Regions from separate parts of the Mus musculus genome. Here regions 2 and 3 are each linked to region 1. The links are chromatin contacts, called in public Hi-C and HiChIP or PLAC-seq maps. All regions are on one chromosome and are shown on one strand. The core of a region is the stretch at or near the end of the contact, and the rest is flanking DNA. Distances in the headings are between cores, read along the strand shown. Region 1 holds the start of Vstm2a (V-set and transmembrane domain containing 2A). Region 2 holds the start of Pno1 (partner of NOB1 homolog). Region 3 has its middle 26 kb from the start of Gm24707.

The links. Hi-C and Micro-C count contacts between places; a contact is called where the count stands out from the background. HiChIP or PLAC-seq counts read pairs in DNA pulled down with a chosen protein or histone mark.
Region 2: an H3K4me3 HiChIP or PLAC-seq map of embryonic stem cells shows a contact between it and region 1, with 4 times the contacts expected there. The contact joins the promoter of Pno1 here to the promoter of Vstm2a in region 1. A contact is called at or near these places in 2 of 115 datasets of contacts at active chromatin or transcription factors (astrocytes and embryonic stem cells).
Region 3: a Hi-C map of cortical neurons shows a contact between it and region 1, with 5 times the contacts expected there. The contact joins the enhancer-like site here to the promoter of Vstm2a in region 1. A contact is called at or near these places in 6 of 39 promoter capture datasets (the HPC-7 cell line, embryonic stem cells, hippocampal neurons and 2 more), 2 of 484 Hi-C or Micro-C datasets (both in cortical neurons) and 1 of 115 datasets of contacts at active chromatin or transcription factors (SST interneurons).

The regions. Positions count from the first base shown.
Region 1 is chr11:16,256,141-16,259,164 of GRCm38.p6, reverse strand. Vstm2a (V-set and transmembrane domain containing 2A) reads right to left here and starts at 1,423. Exons shown (of 5, transcript NM_001290539.2): 1 at 1,079-1,423. The coding sequence starts at 1,157.
Region 2 is chr11:17,210,086-17,213,109 of GRCm38.p6, reverse strand. It overlaps Pno1 (partner of NOB1 homolog), which reads left to right and starts at 1,521. Exons shown (of 7, transcript NM_025443.2): 1 at 1,521-1,797; 2 at 1,973-2,122. The coding sequence starts at 1,603. Wdr92 (WD repeat domain 92) reads right to left here and starts at 1,217. Exons shown (of 8, transcript NM_178909.4): 1 at 964-1,217. The coding sequence starts at 1,146.
Region 3 is chr11:15,384,863-15,387,886 of GRCm38.p6, reverse strand. No RefSeq gene overlaps it. Among named protein-coding and RNA genes, the nearest start is that of Gm24707, 26 kb to the left of the region's middle. Within about 2 kb of position 1,411, at least 5 of the 459 cell types and tissues checked have an H3K27ac peak or open chromatin away from gene starts, as enhancers often do. A contact at or near this core is called in cortical neurons, where this site is marked.

The sequences.
Region 1 (3,024 bases), core at 174-2,673:
GATCAAAGATTATTTGAAAGATACCACAGAGACTCCGTCTAGCCCCTTTGCAACTAACCTTGACACTGCCAGCTTGTAAGATTAATAGATCCATGTGAAAGTCACAAAAATAAAATCCCCTCCCTCCCTAGAGGGATCCTCGAACATGGAATTTTTGTTTTTTTGTTAAGAAGGCGATTGTTCTTAGCTTATCCAAGGGGTACTTTGCAAAGACCTGATGTCTGTCTAGAAGGAGCCTTTTATTTGTGGGGGAGAGAAGAGGACAAGCACAGGCACACATATGAAAGGAGGGTGACTGAAAGGCTGGCAGGAATGATTACAGCCACTTTCTCCTCTTTTCTTAAAGATAGTGAATCTGGGTGTCTCTTTTCACTGTTTTATGAAACCCCAAATTGAGCAATAATTAAAGTGAACATTTTATGTTTTATAGAAATGGACACTATTCAAAAGGTACCGTCTGAAAAGGCTTTTCTGCTTACATTAGCTAGTGGACTGGGGCATTTCTGCTTGCAGAAGTGATGCAGTCTTCAGCAGGCAAAAACTGTGATTTGCTCATGGTGTTGAAGCAACCACCGCAGCCTGCAAAGTCCTGAACAACTGGGCCCAGCAGGCTGCTGCCTCTTATGATGCAATTCATAGCTCCTTGTGGGTCCTCTGGTAAACACATGGGGAAGAAGTCACAGGGACCAGAGAAGGGGACTACAGCTTTCTGCCTCCAGAGAGGAGCCCCTTCCAAAGAGCAGCTTTGTATTCCTGAGTGCTTGCCTTCTTCATGCACAGTGAAAATGCACACACACACACACACACACACACACACACACACACACACACACACCTGTGTATGTGCTCACTGAACTCACCCATCATTACCTGGCTTGCATCTACTAGATGTTTCTCGGAAACCTGGCTTGCTTGCAATTAATAAACTTTGGGAGAAAAAGCCCAAATGAACACTATTCATACTATCTAAACCCGCTATTGGCTTGGTTTGAGCCACTCTCCAGCTGTCTGTCCATTCTTCGAGTTGGTTCAGCACACACACGCATCACCACAAACACATCACAAGCAACCGACTTACCTTGAGAAGAAAGCCCTTGTTGTACATATAACACGGAAAAGAACATAAATCCAACAGACGCCAAAAAGATCCCCATCATGCCAAGGGAGTGGGGCACATCCGTGTAGCCCAGAGCCCCAAAACCTAAAAAGACAGATAGGCAAGCGTGTCCGCAGGCTGCTCTCAGAGCCTGGGGCGCGATACTGCACGCATGCTGCCGCTCATAGCAAAGAGTAGCTTGGACACAGGGGATTGCGACTAGTGAGGGATGGACCGAGCTGGCTGCGATCCGGAGGCTTCAAGGCACAGACCCGGGTTGCCACGCCGTGAAGTGTCTCCGCCGCCGGCTGGCTGCTTCCGCTACCTGGCAGTTCGTCCCACGTCAGTCGCTCGGCTTGCGTGCTCGCCGCCCTCCCCACGCCCAGCGAGCCCGCGGCGAGTGGAGCGGGCGCAGGGCGGCGCGGACTGGGCTCGCGCGGCGCCCAACTTTGCCTCTAATGGCTGCAATGATGCCTTTAACTCTCTGAGCGCCGGGACTGCGCACCTGCCGGCCGGGGGTGGGGATGCGGGGCCCTGGCAGATCTCTGCTCTCCAGTCCGCCTTTACTCCCATCAGTCAGCTCGGGTTTAGCTGGATCAGATGGCGTTTTGCAAAGAGAGAAGGACAGGTTTAGGGTCTTGGCGTTTGCTCTGGGGTAGGGGTTAGGGATTTCAGGAGGAAGTTGAGGCATTGTTAAAGACGGAGGAGGAGTGGGGTGGGTTGGGAGTGACTGCTTTGGGGAGATGAAAACAGCCCACGGAGGAAAAAGGCGCTTAACCAGTTATTAACTGCTCCAGCTAAAATGATCTTATGCTATTATTATTTCACCAGAATGTATTGTAAGCAGTTTACAGCCCAGGAGAGGCCATTCATGCAGGCACCAGATCACTCCAGCTGGCGAATGGAAGGCACAAAAAGTACAAAAGTCATGTATTAGAGAATGCTCCAGAAGGAAAAGTCCATAACGCTATGCGTATCATCTTTTTCATGCTTATACCCATTGCCTGCGTTGCCTCCCTCCCACAGTATTCTGGGTGGAGGAGGGGTTTTGCAAATCATTAAGGTCCTCTTTACAAGATTTATTTTTGTTTTGTTCAGTTCCTTTTGCATAACATTAATTACATAATAGTCTTTAGGATTATGTGAATAGACAATATTTTAGCAGGCTCTCTCTCTCTCTCTCTCTCTCTCTCACACACACACACACACACACACAGACACACACACACACACACACACACACACACACACACACACACACACACACACAACCCTCCAGTAAGTTTCAGGACTTGGAATAAGCCTAGTCATTTGCTTTGGAAAAGCTTGAGTTGTATACTGTATTCTTAAAATTAAGAATCTTAAAACAACAAATACACTCAGAAACTCCTATCAGTTCTTGCCCAACTCAACCCTGGGTCAATGAACTTGCATTTTAAATTTTATTTTTATCCAAAATCACCGAATAATTTAAATTATTTTCATTATAGTTTCCTATGTAGATAGACATATAGTCTTCCTTAGTAATTGGAAATATGCATTAATCTTAATAATGCTACCAGAAACCAGTGAAGTTTATATATTTCCATTTTATAAGTTTTGAGTTTGTGCTTGGCTGATGGCTTTCCTGTCACACAAAAACTTAACCCTACCATGGCCATAGTATTTTAAAGCACTTGTCTGCTACAGTTGAATGCATCAGGAACTTAAAATATCAAAAAATAAAAATAAAAATAAAAAATGAAGGTACATGAACTTCATGGCAAAACATTTTATTTTGTGAAAATATAGTTACTCCCATTACTGATAGGCATGGGGAATATTTCACATCTGTTATGTTTAAGCTAGACATATTCTCCATCTTCCTTGCAACCAATGCAGAAAAAGGATTTTGAAGTCTGTCATAATTTTTTTTTTTAAAAAGTCTT
Region 2 (3,024 bases), core at 272-2,771, 950 kb before region 1:
AATGTCAATTATTGTCCCCATTCTGTAATTGGCTCACTGGCAGCTGGATACGAAACCTGTAATCTAGTCTTGCATTATCCGCCTAAAAGTCCTTCAGTGGTGTCCTGTTTTCCTTAAAGCAAAATGAAGGACAAATCTGTGGAATGTCTTACATATCTTGCAATGGTCATTACTTATCCCTTATGAATGTGTATTTTATTTTATTTTACGGGGGTTGTGGTTGTTGCAGATAGGGTTTCAAACTGAAATTCTCCTGCTGTTTTCTCTTGATTGCCGTGAGTAAAGGTGTGCAACACCACTTCTAGCTCGTGTTTTTCTTTTTTAAAAAGATAATAAACTACCTTCCACCATTATCACTGAGCTTTCTCACATGCTGTTTTTTGTAAGAAACTTCATACTCTACTCTAAATTTGCTTTAGTTAGTTTCTACTCGTCCTGCATCTGTTTTTACTTTTATAGACCTGCACATTAGAAAACTCATCTTGATGAGTTTACATGTATGTATGCATTCTTGGTCTGGCTGTTGGACTGTCTCCCCCAACAGAAAATAAACTCCATGATATAGCTGGCATTGCAATTCCCATGCCTGGGACTATCAGGCATTGAACTGACACTTCTTGAAAGGATGTGGTATTTACTAGTTCGTCATCAACTTTGTTGTAGGTATCCCGGTGCCTCCTTTGGTTTTGCTTGTATGAAATGTGGGTTTATTGCATATATCTACTAGTAGACTACGACAACTGCTAACAGCCTATAAGGTCCAAGAACGTTGCCACGAAATGTTAACTTCACTTCCCAGAAACCTTGCAACGGACTGCACGGAGGATGGTGGGAGGAAGAGGCTGCAGTGAGAGCCTAGTTTGAAGTATTTCTCAATCTGTCACCTCCTTTCTGTTTCTGCTGGAGCATTGAGGAATCAGACCCTAGATCACGCAAACCCAAACGGTCCAAGCCTGCACCCACCTCCCGCAGCAGCTTGAGGTCCCCGCGCTGGATCTCGTACACCTGGATAACGCCGGTGCCCCGGGCAAAGTTGCCCATCGTCACGAATTTGGCACTGCAGGGCACCCATTTGCTGTCGAACACTGTGTAGTTGAGGCCCTTTTGAATGTGGACAATGATCTGAGGCTTCTCGAAGGTGGACATGGTGTAGATGCAACCAAACGCTAACTTGGTAACCAGACTGCAAACAGATCAGGGGCAGTTTGTCCCTCCCTAGCCGCATTCTACCCGGAAGCCTTAGCAAGTTGGGCTTGGATGCCTCCGAAAATGCCGTGTGAGCTACTGAGACCGCAACAGATGCTTCTCCACACATGGCACAAGCTAATTTACTGCCGTTACCACAACGACTTTACATAGACACAGTAAAGACTGTGAATGCTTCGGCTGCGAGCGTATGAGGGCACGGAGACATTAGCAAACAGGCATATCCCAGGACAGCAATTCCGAAACGCGGACCAATCCAGCCTTAGGCCCCTGGCATGGACCCCGCCTAGGAAAAGGGGTGGTGTCTTCAAATCGATTGGTGGAGGCTGGCGCATGCGCTGTACAACCACGCACGTGTTCCTCTAGTCGTACTTGCCGGGATTGATCTTGGCCGAGATGGAGACGCAAAGCACCGGAACGGAGGACGGCTTTACTCCCGTCACGCACAGAGGGGGCCGCCGGGCGAAGAAACGACAGGCTGAGCAGTCGTCAGCGGCGGGACAGGATGGAGAAGCCGGACGCATGGACACGGAGGAGGCGCGGCCGGCGAAGAGGCCGGTCTTCCCGCCGCTCTCCGGGGATCAGCTCCTGGTGGGGATCAGGACGGGACGGGACGGGGCGGGGCGGGGCCCGGGCGTCCAGGTGAAAGGGTCGGTTCTCGGTTTTGTTTTGTTTTGTTGTTTTGGGGGGTTTGTTTGTTTGTTTGTTTTTTCGCCTAGGCCCGCATCTCTCAGTCGCCTCCTGAGTGTGTATGTTTTTATTGCAGACTGGGAAAGAAGAAACGAGGAAAATTCCCGTCCCAGGTAACAGATACACACCGTTGAAAGAAAACTGGATGAAGATATTTACTCCGATTGTAGAACATTTGGGACTTCAGATACGCTTTAACCTGAAATCAAGGAATGTAGAAATCAGGGTAAGGAAGAGGGTAGCCATTTCGTAGCCTACCATTTCGTAGTTTCAGCCTTAATAAAAGTAGACAATGATACACGGTAGTGCCTAAACAAGTGGTAATTGTAGGTACTTTCTTCAGTGTAAGTGCTCTTTTTGGAGGAAACGTGTGCCACTTAGAAAAAAATGTAAATTAATTCCTTTATTTTTTTTTCAGTAGATCTTCGGTGTCAGTGCCAAATTAATTTTCCCATATCACAATGCTTTTATTATGGTATTCTAGCCTCCTCGGCATTCCTAAGGGATAAAGGCCAGACACTTGACTAAGCCTGCCTTTCAAGTAGGAGACCCAGTTGTGTTTGTTTCCCTTTTTTTTGTTTTTTTTTGTTTTTGGTTTTTTTTTCCCCTGCCAGTATCTTTGGTGGCTCTGGTCTCTGGAGAAGGCCACTTTCTCTGCTGTCTTCTTACTTCAGTTCCAGTCAGCTTTCAAGAGAACTCAAGCTCTCTTCAGAAGTTTATACATTTCTGTTCTACTTTAGCTGCCTTGTTTACTGCAGGGTCATTGGTTTGTGTTCTTAGTATTTGCTGATACCATATATCAGATGCACAGTGATAGCTTAACGTATACCACATCATTTGTTCCTTAAGGTATGACATAGATGATATACACCCATAGACATGAGAGTGCTGGAGGATTAGGCAGGGGTGAGAAAACTTAAATCCTAGATGTTCATGGGACTTGCCGAGAGTCATACATAGGGTGAGAGCCAGAGTCTGGGGCTTTGTGGCTTTGTTCTTGTTTTATTTTTGTTTTCTTTCTTTCTTTTTCTTTCTTTCTTTCTTTCTTTCTTTTTTCTTTCTTTCTTCCTTTCTTTTTTTTTTCTTTGAGACTAGGCTTCACTCTGTAGCTCTAGCTAGCCTGGAACT
Region 3 (3,024 bases), core at 162-2,661, 870 kb after region 1:
AGCAGTCTCAGTTAATCTGGACCCATGAGATTTCTCAAACACTGGACCACCAAACAGGCAGTATATACCAGCTGATGTGAGACAGCCAACGCACATACAGTAGAGGACTACTGGGTCTGTTTTCATTCAAAGATGATGTACCTAACCCTCAAGAGACTGGAGGCACCAAAGAGTTTAGAGGTCAGGGGTGTGTGGGGGAGGGCACCATGGGGAGACAGAGGGTGGGGGAGGAGGTATGGGATGTGGAACAGTTGGAGGGTGGATGGCGATGGGGAATAAAATGTGTAATGTAAATAAATAAATTAATTAATTAAAAACCAAATATAAGAATTTTATAAAACAGCAATAGTATCATAGAATTATATGATAAACAACCCTTATCACAGGATGCAAGCACCTCCAGATTGATACACAATGCATCAATTTAATTATTAACCTATAAAGCCAGAATAATCACCAATTAACTGTACAAAATGTCGTTCAGTTCAGTAATTATCAGGATCTAAAACCCAATGTCTATCAAATCCTTTATATTGCCTTTCCCTTGGCTTCAAATCCAAATAGTACCTTGAGTGTTTATTAAATGTATTGGAGGTGGATGTCAGAAGAACCATAAACATGAAGGCTGCATATTACCTTATCCTTTTGTATGTAGCTTTGCCATGGGTCTGAAAATAATTACTGATATTAGATACATTACATTTTATATAAGTGCATTACAAAGATACTTTAATGCAATGTTTTACTAGTCAGAGGAAAGTCTCCATGACACTTCCAACAAGTTGCATTGCTGCTGTCTACAGTGCTTATACATATCTTCATGCCCTCTTCTGACAAGACAAACATGAGCACATCTGTTTGGTAGCAGACTCTGTAGTCCACAATCAAGTAAATGATTTCACACTGTTTGCCTTAATCATAGACTAAATCTCACACCTTGTCTTATACCTTAGTAATGTTGTGACCTCCTGATCCTAGAGTAAGTAACGTTTGAGTGTCATAAAATTGATGTGCTCATGTTACCACTTAGATGGATTTCTGTTCAAGACTACATAGATAGGACACAAAGAATTCCATCTTTGACTCTTCAGTTTTAGAAGCAGATATCCTTCCCAATTTCTCCTTCATGACCATTTACTAACAAATATACCCAAGGCTTGGTATGTTAGTAGAAGGGATGACTAACGGGATCTAAATAGTCATAAAAAGAAAATTCCCATGAACTGGGTAAACATGAGAAAAAACAAATGTGATGAATAGGAATGAGATACTACAGAAATTGATATTGCCAAGCGTATCATTTCAGCCACATTTCAATACTCATAACAATTACTTAGAATCAGCAACACCGCACAGCTAATCAACAGCATCTGTTCATCTTCACAGCTGTTACCCAGAGAAGTGCCACTCTCCTCCCCCCTTGGATCTAGACACACTGTGATTGTAATGAACACCTATCTTGATGAGCAATACAGCCTAACATCTTGGAGGAAATTCAAATAGAGGTCCATTTGAAAGTCAGAGATATGCAGTTACCAAGGAGACTCTCTTGCAAGTCAAAACACCAGCTTTACTTTGAGCAAGGCAACTTTATATTACAGATCCATCCTGCAATTCATTTAAATGTACTTCTCTTAACTGCTTAGGAAACAAAGTAGAATTGTAAATAACATTATCAGACATATACTTAAAGACTAATTCCTTCACTTATTCATCTATTCAGAGAAAGCACATGTTCTTTTTCAGCCATTGCTCAGGCTTTCAATTGAATACCCATGATTATGCTCCCAGAATAATTCAGCAGAACAAGAAAAGCCATGAGAAAAACACAGAGGAGTATTAACTGGATCAAAGATCCATCAGGCTATAAAACAGCAATGCAGAAGCCAAACTGACATAGCTCCAAGGGAGACTTCTCTTCTCTGACATCCGAGATGCAAACCCAGATCTGAATAACACTTTTATGTAAGTATGGGGTCAATAGACTGACAATAATTTTATGAAGCAGAGAGAAAAAAAAAACACATGTTTCTCTCCACCAAGTATAAAAGTTATGGTCGGGATATAAGATAATAAATGATGAGAAGAGACTTGAGAAGAGACTGTTTTTGTGGATGTTGTTCTTGTTGTTTCTTTCTTTCTTTCTTCCTTCCTTCCTTCCTTCCTTCCTTCCTTCCTTCCTTTCTTTGTTTCTTTCCTTCTTTCTTTCTTTTTTTTTCTTGTTTTTTGTTTTGTTTTTTAGTTCTGTGGTCTTTATCTTGGGTATTCTGGGTATTTTGAACTGTGTGTGTGTGTGTGTGTGTGTGTGTGTGCCTAATATCCACTTATTAGTGAGTATATAGCATGCATGCCCTTTTGGGTCTGAGTTACCTCAATCAGGATATATTATAGTTCCTTCCATCTGCCTTTCTTTTTATTCAATAATTTTATAAGGAGAGAGATATCTACTGACTTCTATAGCATGTGTCTTACAGCTGACTATGCTGTAAAATTAATGTGCTTTTACAGATGTGATGCTCAAAAACCCATTTTCATGTGGTTTGTTGCATTTGTTTTAAGTAAATCTTTCTTCTACTTACTAATGCTCTTAACTTGTGGAGAAATTAATGATATAAGATGTATTTTTAATTAAGTAGTTATCTTGCATGGAATAGCAAAACTACTGTTTATGGAATACTTGGTATGTGCACTGTTCTAAGCATGTTAACTAAGAGTGTTGTTTGGCTTCCATTAGCTGTTTTAGCTTAGGAATAAAAACATTGAGGCTATGCTGGGGCCTGACAAACACAGAAGTGGATGCTCACAGTCAGCTATTGGATGGAACACAGGGCCCACAATGGAGGAGCCCGAGAAAGTACCCAAGGAACTAAAGGGGTCTGCAACCCTATAAGTGGAACAACAATATGAACTAACCGGTACCCTCGGAGCTCGTGTCTCTAGCTGCATATGTAGCAGAAGATGGCCTAGTCGGCCATCATTGGGAAGAGAGGCCCCTTGGTCTTGCGAACTTCATATGCCTCAGTA